Linked DNA regions of Mus musculus: regions 2 and 3 are each linked to region 1. Evidence: chromatin contacts called from public HiCAR-type and promoter capture Hi-C data. All regions are on one chromosome and are shown on one strand. Each heading gives the region's core, a stretch centred on a gene start, on an enhancer-like site or on the middle of the called end of the contact. The rest is flanking DNA. Distances are from core to core; before and after follow the strand shown.

Region 1 (4,187 bases), core at 523-3,022:
CTAAACCATTCTCAAGTTCCTTTCAAAATTTAGACCTTTCAGCCTTTAAAATGGAGAAAGGAGGTCAGGTGTGACAACACACGTCTTTAATTTCAGAATTCCAAGAGCAGAGGCAGGTGGATCTCTGAGTTCAGTGGCAGCCTGGTCTATGTAAGAATTCCAGAGCTATGTAATGAGACCCTATCTAAAAGTAAGTATATAAATAAGTAAATGTTGTACACATCATGAATACAAATTTATACTAACACCCGCACGTGCAGGCATGCTGTAACCCCAAACACTTGAGAGGCTGAGGCAGGAGTGTTTTGAGTTCAAGACAACCAATGTAATGCTAGGCCAGCCATGACTAAATAGTGAGACTTGTCTCAAAAACAAAGAAAAGGCAACCTACAGGCAAGAAGGTTGGGACTAGTTAGTACCTACTTTGATATCTAGACTGATGGAAATTTTGAACTGACTGTGTAGTTTCTGTGTGACTCTGAAATCCTGCCACCCCGAAGGCCAGGGCAGGATAAGAAGCTCAAAGCCAGCCTACCAAACAAAACCCAACCTCAAAAAAAAACAGGCTGGGCAGTGGTGGCGCACGCCTTTAATCCCAGCACTTGGGAGGCAGAGGCAGGTGAATTTCTGAGTTCCAAGACAGCCTGGTCTACAGAGTGAGTTCCAGGACAGCCTGGTCTACAGAGTGAGTTCCAGGACAGCCAGGGCTACACAGAGAAACCCTGTCTCGAAAAAAAACAAAAACAAAAACACAAAAAAAAGAGGAGGAGGAGGAGGAGGAGGAAGGAGGTGTTTGACGGAACTCTTTTAAGAGGGAAAAGGCCAGACAATAGTGTTTAATATCTCAAAAGCATTTCTCGGTGGCTGATTCCTATAGTAATTTACCAAGCCGAAGTTTAAGCCTTAAAATCAATTCATGTGAAACTTTTCATTGAAAAGTGGTTTGGAAGCAGCTGCATTCAACCCACACATTCTTTCTTGCCGATGTCCCTGATCCCAGTCACCCTCCAGTTTTCTGCTCCCAATGCGAGCCTCAGCTAAGGCTTGGCGGTTTCCCTCGCATCGCCGGCTCACACAGCCGACCAACTTGTCATTGCTATAATTACCACACCCCCGTCAGCAGCTCCAGGCCCGCGTAGTTATGACATCTGTAAACTGCAAGCCTCCCGTCTCCACCCCCACCTCCCTCCAAACACCGGCCCCGGTGGTAACCTGCCAACTCCCCGATCGGCCCCGCACGCCTCGGCCTCAGCCACCGCACTCCGCGCCGCCCGCCCCCGCCCTCAAGCTAGCGCGGCGCGCAGACTCCGCGCCGCCGCCCGGCGCCCCGCAGTCCCCGACGCCGCTTCCACCGCCGCGCCGCGCCGCGCCGCCCCGCCCCGACCGGCGTTCCTCACGGCGAGCACCAGCGTTCCCCACCCCCACCCCGCTCCGCCGCCGCGCGGCCGTTAGGACCGCCGGGCCCGTGACGCACCGGAGCGACGCGAGGGTCCGGTCCCCGGCGCGCCCGAGCCAGCTCCGGCTTCCGCCCGCGTCCGCCTTCGCCCCGGGGCCTCCCTCGGGTCCGCGGAGGGGGACCCAGAGCCGCCCGCCGAGGGGGAGGGGCCGCGAGGTGCCCCCACTCACCGGCTCCAGGCGACCGGTCCCGGTGCCACTACGAAGAGGGAGACGCTCGCTCTTGGCCCGCCCGCTGCGCCTCTTCTGCGCACAACCTTGACCAGCCGGCGCGCACCACGGCGGCGCTCACCAGGCCTCGCTCTCCGCTGCCGCTCACAGAGCCGCGAGACCCAGCTCAGCCGGCGTGCGCACTGCGCCTGCGTGCGGGGGCCGGCCGGCGCGCCTGCGTGCGCTTCTCCGCCGCCTGCCGCAGGGGCTGCCGGGAAGCGGAGTCTCCGAGCGTGGACGCCCTAGGCTAGCGGCGGCCAGGGAAAAGGCGGCGGCCAGGGCGTGGGTCTCTGCGGACCAGGTTGGCAGTCAGTAAAAGCGCAGACATATAGAAGTTATGGAAACAAACTTGTCCTTACTAAGCTCTTCCAGAATGGACGGATTCCCCCTCACATCAATATAGCTTCCCTCTCACATGGTAGGTACCTCACAGCCGAGCATGCTTATTGGATGAATGATGGCATGGTTGGAGGCTGAGGGAGTATTACAAAATACGTCAGTGTCTCACGTTCAAAGAATTCACATGCAACCCGTTTGCAGGAACTTTCTGGGTATTCTCTTCAGTTCTCACCCATCTTACCCGGTAATTTATTAGTATCATATAACATTAAATCGCTTTTTGAGCCTAGCATGACGGTAACGCACGCCTGTATTTTCAGCTCTAGGAAGTCTGAGGCAGGAGAATGGCGAATTCTAGACCAGCATTACTACGTAGAAAGACCCCTATCTCAAAAACGGCAATTTCCAGCGAAAATATTTGCGTTGCTATGAGAAGGCACGCTAAAACAAAATATTTAGGGAAATGACTTAACCGTTACATGATAGAATTTTTTTTTCTTTCTGGGGAGTAGAGCGGTGGCTTCAAAGGAACACTTTAAGACAGCAAGTAGAGGTCACAGGAAAATCACAACCACAGGACACGGTTTAACAAGTCAGTTTAAAAGGAATACTGAGGAGCACCGGACATGAATCTGTAGAACCCCCGAAGGGAGACCCTCACTCAAGTCTCAGGGATCGCGAGCCCAGAAAGCCACAGTCACGCTTGCTGCAAACACACGAGGTTTTTAATGGCACACAAACCAGCATGCTGAGGTCGAGACCCATACACCACGCAGGGGTAGAGGAGTCTGACCCCAACCCTATTTTCCAGCAGGTTTATAAAGGTAAAAACCAGAACCTAGGGGGAGGATGGGAGAGGAAACAGGGGAAGTCTAGGGGCGGATATTTACTTCAAGGCACCTGGGACATTGAAACATTTTGTGGTTGTTTTTCCCAAGAGTTCCAGGGAATTAGGCCATCTGGCCGGGGGCGGGGGCCCATGTTCTCAGGGCAGTCATTATTTTATTTTTTTACTCTTCATTTCCCCACTTCTTCTTGTGAGTAGCTCTAATCTTAGAGCGACCCCTCTTCTTCTTTCGGCAAAGTCAGGTACTGTTGTCGGAGCACCATTACCTGTACAACACTAACCCTGTCTTTTACAAAAGCCACTAACTTATTAAGAATGCAAGGTCCAAAAGTGAGCAAAAGCAAAAGGATGATTAGGGGACCGGCAAGGGTAGAAACAAGGGTGGTAAACCAAGGAGACTTATTAAACCAATTTTCAAACCAGCTCTGTCTATCTTCTCTTTCCCTTCTGCGCTTGTCTAACCGGCTCTTCCTATCATTGTGAAGCAGAATTCACCAAGCGTTGGATTGTTCACCCACTAATAGGGAACGTGAGCTGGGTTTAGACCGTCGTGAGACAGGTTAGTTTTACCCTACTGATGATGTGTTGTTGCCATGATAATCCTGCTCAGTACGAGAGGAACAGCACCTTTTCTGGGGTCTGATGAGCGTCGGCATCGGGCGCCTTAACCCAGCGTTCGGTTCATCCCGCAGCGCCAGTTCTCAGGGCAGTCATTATTTTACTTTTTTACTCTTCGAATCAATACATCTATAAATGTAAGACAGGAGGAGAAAAAGGACCACATGGGCTAACTGCTCCCACCAGATTGGCCTGAAGGCTCGTCGGTGGGGTGTTTTCCTGACTCACGATAAATGTGAGACTCACTGTGGGCGGTGCCACCTCTGGGCTGTATAGGATAACAAGCTGAGAGTAAGCCAGGGACCAAATTCCTCCATGATCTGCTTCAATTACTGCCTCCAGGTTCCTGCCTTGAATTCCAGTCCTGGCTTCCCTCAAAGATGCACTGTAAGCTGAAATGCCTGCCCCCAAGTTGTTTTGGTTAGTTTTATCATAGCAACCGAAAGCAAACTAGAACAACTTTCTCGATCCCTCAGTCCTTCTCTCCCTTTCTTCTCACTTTCTTCCTTCTGCGTCAGTATCATCTTCTCCACTAAGAGTGTGCTTGTTTACATGGAAGCTGAATTTGAGCAAAGCAGCTTGGGAGAAAGTGTTCTATCAGAGAGACTTAGGGGTTAGTGTTGCCAATTTGACCCAAGCTAGAATCCTCTGGAAAGAGGGGACCTCAATTGAGAAAATGCTTCCAGGAGATACAGTTTTAAGGAATTTTCTTAATTAG
Region 2 (4,187 bases), core at 616-3,115, 800 kb before region 1:
GTGCTACTTCATCTGTTCTTCTGAAGTAAACACCGTCTAGAAGTTCAAGGCCAAGGCAAGGGAAACCGGTAACTTAATAAGTCGACACTACGCTCGTGCCTCTACTAGGTAACCTGACCAGAAAGTTCTGCCTATTTTAGATTCAGTATTTAACTGAGTTAGGTCAGGAAAGGCAATATTTCCTAAAAGAACAACTACAGATTAATCATTAATGCTCCAGGCAGAAGTAAAACGGGATTATTCTTTGGGTAAAGGTTGGTGGAAGAGAAAATAGATGAAAACTACAATAGAACCTGAGAGAACCTGGTCAAAGTCCAAGTTAAAGTTTAGGGGGGGAAAGGTTCATTTGTTGAAAAGTCATTCAAACGGATAATGTACGAATTTTGCAAGAAATAAGGCCATAGAGTTTTCTATCCTGTTCCCCCTACTTCTCATTTTACTATTTTCTTAGTTAACATAGAAAATAATGCATTTTTAAAAAATTTCATATATGTATGAATTTTAATTTGCTCATATTCCTTCCCCTACATTGTCCTCTTTTCCTTGTTCTTCGTTCTCAGTTTCCTCTCTTGCATTCGCCAATGAAATCACTCATCTTGACATTGCCTGACTTGGTGGGTTAGTGCTCAGGGTGTAACCCCAAGGTGCAGAAAATGTCCTTTGTAGCCTTTGGCAATATCTCCCCCTTTCTTTTGTGCTTCTCTTACCTCTTTGGATTAGCAAAAGTAACACACCAAGGGGAGAAAGAAGGAAATGCAAGGAGACTGTGTTCATTCAGACCGCGTGACGCGCATGTGTGGAAATGTCACAGTGAAAGCCAATGCTTTTACATCAGTGATATATAGTACTACACTTTCAATTTTATATACATTCAATTCAATGTAGGGTATAATGTATCTATTGTCACAATGTGTATTCCAATTGCTTGTCTGACAAGGGACTGAGTATAGTATTCTAGCGTCGGAATAAAATCCACTGAAAGTTAAGAACATTTAATGCTTGCAATAATACCTAGAAAGCAACTGGTTCATAATTTTTTGCACATGTTAAATTTTATTTCTTAATGAATGAATGAACTGATTTTTGAAGAGATAAATTGAAAATACAGAAAGCGACTTTAGCAAGGGCCATTACCAACTCTTCTTTTCCCTGTCATTTTCTTTAACCTTGTATTTTTTACTTACAGGATTTTCTAGCTGAATGCTATGATGTTGAAAACCTAAGCCCGGATCATTCTTATTCTCAGATTCAGTTCTGTGATGACTTTCCTTCTTGTTCACAGCATTTTGACTTCCTAGCCTCCCTGCGTTTCCACTTCTGTGGCTTCCATACCTGCACGACTGACTGCTGATACCTGTCTCTGCTTTTCCTATCTGTTTCTGCATAGTGAAAATTCCAGATCTGCCACTTTACTGGCCCTGTGATTTTTAGATAAGTTTCCTGATTTCTTGGAACAATAATTGTGGTATAATAAAGATAGCAGTAAAATGTATGAAAACCAAAGGTATGCATGCATACATATATGAATAACGCATATACATTAACATGGCACATAATAAGTGCCCAATAATGGCAGATATTATTAATCTGAAATCAGCCTTCTGTGTTTACACTGTTGTATTCTTCCCGCCCCCACCCCCACATGCCATTAGAAATCAGATTCAGGACCTGCAGGGCATAATGTTCTACCACTGAGCTGTATGCCTAGCCAAGATGCTGCATTCTTGAGTACTATCTAGTCCTCATTTGCAGAGGTATTTTTCTCAAACAGATAACCCTAATCGATTCTCTAGCACTGTTTCTTCTCATCTCGTGACTTGTGACGTGTTGTTCTTACTTCCCCATGCCTTACCTTTGGCACAATCAGCGTGCAGCCCCTCTCTTTTCCTATAGCTTCAAGTTCTGCTCTAAGGCAGGCAGCCACTGAAACTGACACCCACAGGGTTAAACCTATTTGCTGTAGCTATCCCTCCTCCCCCTAGTCCCCCTTTTCACTGTAGGCTGGCAGCAGTCCTAGCTGCCTACTGAAGCCAAATGCTTGAGGAGAGAGAGAGTAAGGAGCCAGCCATGAATCCTTTCCAGAAAAATGAGTCCAAGGAAACGCTCTTTTCACCTGTCTCTACTGAAGAGATGCTGCCTGGACCTCCAAGCCCTCCAAAGAAGTCAACTCCGGTGAGTCCCAAAGTTCGGTTTGTCTCTGACAGTAATAGCATACGGAAGTCTTTTGAAGTTTCTCGTTGGCTGTTGGAACTTTGTGCTGAACTGTATTAGAGCAGAAAAACTACTGCTTTCATGGAATTAGAATTCACCTGAAAATTAATTCTAGACTCTTCTGTTTTGGGAAGGAAGCAACAGGGTGGGTTAGCCAGATTTTTTTTTTCAGTTGGGCCCCAGAGTTTTGCTCTGTTTCATTGCATATTCCCTGGGGGAGAAAAAGCACTTTGAATGTCCAGGGAGACTTGGCAAGCATTCCTGTCTGGAGAACTGTGTGTGATTGTTCTTTCCTTACCAATACCAAAACTCAGCCTTTAGTTTCCCTTGTGTGCAGAGCCTTCTTTTTTTGGACACCAAAAAAGCTTTAGAATAGACCCACTCTCTGTTACTAAGTGTCCCTACTTTAAAGTGGGAGGTTGGATAGAGGAACAAAGAATAATATTTTGTATTTCGTACTCGTTAAAGCACTTCCGATTGTATCGCCTTGTTCGATTCTCATATCATATTAAAATCCTCTTTGTAGAAAGGCTACAGTAATAATAACCAATTATTTGCTGAGTTCTTAGTATCAACCATGAGGTCAGTATGATTCTGATTTCCTTGAAGTAACAGAAATGAAACACAGAGCGGAGTACTGGTGTCACTTCAGTAAGGATTGCATGTTAATCCAATCAGTGAGAGTGTATGCCGCTAATGTTAAATAAACTCTATGTTACATAGTTCTCAGGATGAGAGCTGCAAAGGTAATAATTTCAACTCAGTGCATCTTTCAATCAAGTTGTTATCATGCAGTAACATGTATATAGAAAGGTGATTTATTCATATCCACATGGGTAAAAGGCAGACTAAGTTTTTTATATATAGTTTATCATATCTTGTTAAGGGTGGTTAGAGAGGTACATACCTGTGAAATAAGAGGTAATATAAATCTCATGTTAATGTTTGAATGTCTCAAAGGATAGATGATCTTTGTCCCCTTTCCACGTTAGTGGCGCTATTGTGTAGAAAGAGATTTAAAATAAAATGTGATATTTACTATTTTACATAATGCATGAAATAGCACAGTTACTCTTATGTACAGCTTGAAAATGAAAACCTTGTTGCTGGAGAGATGGCTCAGCAGTTGAGAGCACTTGCTGTTCTTTCAAAAGACCAGAGTTTGGCTCCTGGTTCCCAAGTCAGACAGCTCACAACAACCTATAACTCCAGCTCTAGGAGATCCAACATCTTTTTCTGGTCTCTGCAGGTACCCACATACTTAGGCTCTCACATATACAAACACATATGTACATAAATACAAATACAATTTAAAAGGAAACATTACGTAAGCATACTAGTAGGAAAGGTGGACACTTAATTTCATAGGATTTCAGAATTTTCTTCCCAGAGTTAAGGTGACCAATCGGCTTATATTTAGGAGTGCCTGGCCACCACTTTGAACTCTATGCCTGGGTCTTGCAAACCATGAAAGAGAAGTCATCAGATTGTCAAGATTTCCCCCAGAATGGTGACCATGGCAGATGGGACCAGCCAGTCCCTGTAGTAGAGCTAAATGAGAGTGTGACATCTGGCTCTGACTGCCTGGATATCACGTGCTCCTGAGGCTATCTTTTCAATTTATTCTTAGCAATAATTATGATCATCCTCTTGCCTAGAGCCATAGGCTTTTATTAAGATACTGTGGGGAGGTGAGCGTGTTCTGATCAAGGAATGTCTGGCTCGTCCCATATTAATAATGGATGAAGTAAGATTTGAACTTTTTACCCCCCACACCAGTAATATAAGCATGATTAGCATGAGAACGTATGAAGAGACCACTACATATGACAACGTATGACAACACTATGAAGAGACCACTGCTTTGTGATAACTGATGACAACAATTTAGGGATGAGTTTATCCGGACATAGTGGGGTTCACCAGCAACCTGAGCTCTTTGGGAGCCCAAGGCAGGAAGATCTTAAAGCAGAGGC
Region 3 (4,187 bases), core at 460-2,959, 710 kb before region 1:
AAACAAAAACAAAAAAACTGGGCAGTTTAAAATATTTAGGGCACCAGGGTTTATACCCTGACAGGTTCTTCATCTGCAGGCATTCTTGTTCTGTCTAGAAGACTGACTGCTCCATCAGAAGACCCAGGTTGGGAAACATGATGTCAGGGGCTGATGGAAGCAGACCTCTATTTTCCTAAGGCAGCTCAAACAGGAATTTTGTCCCCAGCTGCCACAGACTTGGAGAAGAAAAATTCAACATACTGGAGAAAAGACTGTAGATAACTCCAGAATTCTTACAAATTTGCACTTAGGGTCTAAGTTGGTTAACTATTCTGGTGGTGTTTGAGTACCTAAAGCCTAACGAGGCTACACATGCTTCCTGTCCACTGTGTACGTTCAGCATCTAGTTGTTAGCTTTAGACATCTTATAAAGCCTCCGTCTGGCCAAACAAGTTGAAAGCCAGCCTGCCACAGGAATGCTGCCTTTTCTCGGTTCCCTACCCTTTTGCAACCCTCCCTCCTTTTATTCCCAACATTAAGCTCTGGTAGACTCTAGTTTCCGTGAGATTTGATTACATCTGAGCAACTCTCTAGCTCATAGAAAGGGCATTCTGCCTCCATTTTCATATTACATCTGCCTGGACGAACCATTGAAGCTTCCAATTGGTCGGCGAGCAAACTGATATTCCCAAAGGGGAGCAAGTGGGAAGTGAGTCGGAATAAAACTGGGTGGACCGTCCAAAGGAAATGAAAATTCTTGTTTGCAGAGTCACAGCTACAGGCTAATGTGAACAGAGCCCAGAGAGCCTTCCCTTCTCTCTCCTTTCCTATTCGGCCTCACTCACAGACAAGACCTTTTGCCCTGTTTCCAAGAGGTACCTTAAGACATTCAGATTCTGAGTGAGACCCTTAGTGTGGAGGTAGAAAGAAAGGTGCAGGGCAGCCGGACGGGCTGATAAAGAGGAGGTGGACGCAAAAAGGAGGAAAATATCAAATGACAGGTACTAGCGGATGGCCTGTAAGAGACTCAAATTTATGCCCAACACTCCTTCATACACTACCGACGCAATCTAACTTGTCAGGAAAGAATAAATGTACTCTGGGCCAAAATGGTTGTCGTCGCATCTACACTCTGAAAGCAAGTTTGACACGGGGTAAAGGACAGGGAAAGGGGTATTAAGAAGTTGAAGAATGGTGATTTCGCCTGTATAGATTCGGTTTTAGGCATCAAGCATCTAACAACACCTGTTGGGGCGTAAATCCAAAGGCTGGGGTTTCTTTTTGATTGCATGTTTCCGAAGGCCCTGGGCTAATAAAGGAAGAAAACAACAGGTTCCCACTGGCCGACTCTCGATCCGGCCCCTGCACCTCCCGGTGCCAGGAGCTACCCAAGTGCACCGCCCCGCGGGTGGCCGGCTCTGCAGGGCCAGGCAAATGGCTTCCTGTCTCGTGTGGCCCCGGATGGGACTCCCCCTTTTTTCAGGGCTCACCTGCTGGGAGCCAGGTGAAGAGGAGCAGGCCAGCAGCGAGCAATCCGCAGCCCATGCTGGCCCCCTCGCTGGCTACAGAGGCTCAAGGGCCCCGGAGAGGCGAGTCTTTCTTCATCAGCCGCCGGCCAGGACACGCATCTCCGAGGAGCCCGTAGGTCGAACTATGCGACGGGAGCGTCCCCTCTGGCCCCCACAGGTACGGCCCAGCCCACCGGTACCTGAGGCTCTCTGAGCTCCGCCCCAGCCCAGGGCTGTCTCGGTTTCCTGCTCCGCCCCGGCTTGGGGACCGCAAGCCTCCGCCCTACCTGTCACAGGCTGCCAGGTGACCCATCTCCGCAGGAAACAGAGCCTCTAGCCGTCTCCGTCTGCGCGCGCGGAGGAACTTGTCACTGGCTCCCCTAATTTCTAAGTCACCCTCACCCCTTGCAATTCTTTCCTGGTTCTAGAATTACGTGGCTGCAACTTCTTAGGGAGTAGTATTTCTCGTTGATGCACCTCTCTGTCTCTCTGTCTCTCTCTGTCTCTCTGTCTCTCTCTCCCTCCCCCTCTGTCTCTCTCTCTCTCTCTCTCCCCCTCCCTTTCACACACACACACACACACACACACACACACACACACACACACACACACTGAAAATACACTTCTGTACACTTCTGATGTTTATACCTAATGTCTTCTTGTCTTTCTTTATTCAAACTAAAGATTCTAAAAAGTAGAGCAGGAACCAGAGACCGCAAATTTATTTTTCCACGCTTATAAAATGAACACATGCTCACAGGAAAATAGGGAAAGTGTAATGGAGAAAGAAAGACCCTCTCTCACTGTACATAGATTCGGTTAGTGGTGATGTATTTTTTCCTTAGGTTTTCCACCCATCTTTCCTCGTAGCTCAGCAACCATGCACAGATCTCAGATAGCTCAAGACCAAGGTTTAGACCTTTGACCCAGTGAGGACAACTAGTTCTCTTAGCCACCATACCCAGTCTTTAGTGTTCCTTGGCAGGAAGTGAGTAGGGCCATGGGAATTTATAACTACTAAAAGAAAGGGGAGAAAGGCAAAGTGGCCTTATCAAACCAATCAAGACATTAACTTGGAAAGTCACGCATATTCTGGGCAATGTAAATAGATAGCAAGGCAGTTTACACACTCTTTCCTTATAGGGATTTTCATTGTCTGCTATATTCTCCTGTAAGAAGATTGTTCCTCCTTTCACCTCTCCCACCTCCAGCCTCCCCTGCCCATCACCTGCTTCAAGAATAGCATTATAAAGTGCTATTAAACAGAGCTCAGGAGGCCTCCACCCTGGTCACTGAACAGGATGCAGCTATTATTTCTCAAGAGCACCTACCTCTCTTGTCTTGCTAGGCTTTCAAGGACACTCTCTTCACTGTTGCTGCTAGTGTTCTCTATCCCCTTCCTAGCCAATGAAGCAGGCTTGTCCTAGATCTGTAGAAACACACACACACACACACACACACACACACACACACACACACACACACACACGCTTCTGGGTTAGTCCTCTGGTCCCCTCAATGGGCCTCTTCACTTTAAATATTTTTCCTATAGTCTCTTTACTTCCAGAAAATAGGAAGTAAATTCAGGAAGTATGTGGCCAAAGGCAGGTTATGAAGAGTGTGTAGGAGCCACTCTGGCTCTTTCAGGGTAGAAAACATCATGGCAGCAGGAGGAGGCATTACTTTGCAGGGTGTGTGGGGGGGGGTGTGGGGGTCTTGTTCCATACTCTCCAGAGACCCTGCATATGTTCCTAGGAACACTAGTCATGTCAGATGTCTGTGACAGGAAGGGATTTAGGGATTGTGTGGCTTCTGGGTTTTGGCACTGTCCTCAGTAATTTTCAACCCCAGTCTAAAGTACTCTAGTTCTCCTCTTAGCTCACCTACCTCCTAAACCTCTCAGGCCTTACTTTGGTAGAAGGACATTTTAGTGCTCATCTAAGCAAGCATTTCTCCATTTTCTTTCCTCAGGGTTTAACAGATAGTAATAAGTGGGAGTGGGGCTGACTGAGCTGTGGCCTCACGACCGAGGTCTGAGCTGTGAGCTCATCAGTTATAAGCATCATCTTGAAACTTTGTTCATAAAGCATTCTGAAATCTGTGTGCTTCCCGGACACTGTGCATATCCTTCCATATTTAACACTGCAGCACTTATTTTTAAATACATTTATTAAGAATGCCAACTGTCTGATCCACATTTAAAAACAGGATAATATAAATAAAATCACTGGATGTTTAGGGCTAAATACTAACATATAGACTGTGCCTTCTACATTTTTTTTTTTGTATAGCTAGACCTAGCATAAATACCTGCCAGAAAGATAGTACTTAACAAATATTTGCTTAGTTCTATCATTAGGTCCTACAGAAACTGACAGCTGATCTGGGATTAAATGAATAAAACATTGCCAGACTCACCAATCAGAGACATCAGAATGTACAGAATTCATGGCACGAGGAAATGGCTGAGCTGAACTACACAGACTTCGGTTTTGCTAGGCTACTGTGTTAGAAAACCAGTCAGGTTGCATAAAGGGCTTTGTTTGAGCAGCTAAAGAACCACAGCTTTATACAGCAGACAATGAGCACAGTGTCTGAAGTTGGGTGAGGCATGAGCAGGAGAAAACTGTAGAAAGAGAAACTTGGCAGTCACAAGAAGAACGGCAGGTAGGCAGGAGAGAGCCACCTACAGTAAGG

What was found. Promoter capture Hi-C pulls out the DNA fragments that hold promoters and counts their contacts. HiCAR-type assays count read pairs that join an accessible place to other places.
Region 2: a HiCAR-type map of astrocytes shows a contact between it and region 1, with 2.3 times the contacts expected there. The contact joins the promoter of Slc15a2 here to the promoter of Kpna1 in region 1. A contact is called at or near these places in 6 of 39 promoter capture datasets (the 3T3-L1 cell line, cranial neural crest, embryonic stem cells and 3 more) and 5 of 115 datasets of contacts at active chromatin or transcription factors (astrocytes, cardiomyocytes, extraembryonic endoderm stem cells and 2 more).
Region 3: a contact with region 1 is called in a promoter capture Hi-C map of embryonic stem cells, with 2.9 times the contacts expected there. The contact joins the promoter of Ildr1 here to the promoter of Kpna1 in region 1. A contact is called at or near these places in 2 of 39 promoter capture datasets (embryonic stem cells and hippocampal neurons) and 3 of 115 datasets of contacts at active chromatin or transcription factors (effector CD8 T cells, embryonic stem cells and memory CD8 T cells).

Annotation. Positions count from the first base shown.
Region 1 is chr16:35,980,948-35,985,134 of GRCm38.p6, reverse strand. It overlaps Kpna1 (karyopherin (importin) alpha 1), which reads right to left and starts at 1,772. Exons shown (of 14, transcript NM_008465.5): 1 at 1,627-1,772. It overlaps Gm15564 (a long non-coding RNA gene), which reads left to right and starts at 1,806. Exons shown (of 2, transcript XR_001781900.2): 1 at 1,806-2,083.
Region 2 is chr16:36,782,640-36,786,826 of GRCm38.p6, reverse strand. Slc15a2 (solute carrier family 15 (H+/peptide transporter), member 2) reads left to right here and starts at 1,865. Exons shown (of 22, transcript NM_021301.3): 1 at 1,865-2,172. The coding sequence starts at 2,035.
Region 3 is chr16:36,691,500-36,695,686 of GRCm38.p6, reverse strand. Ildr1 (immunoglobulin-like domain containing receptor 1) reads right to left here and starts at 1,709. Exons shown (of 8, transcript NM_001285788.1): 1 at 1,473-1,709. The coding sequence starts at 1,527.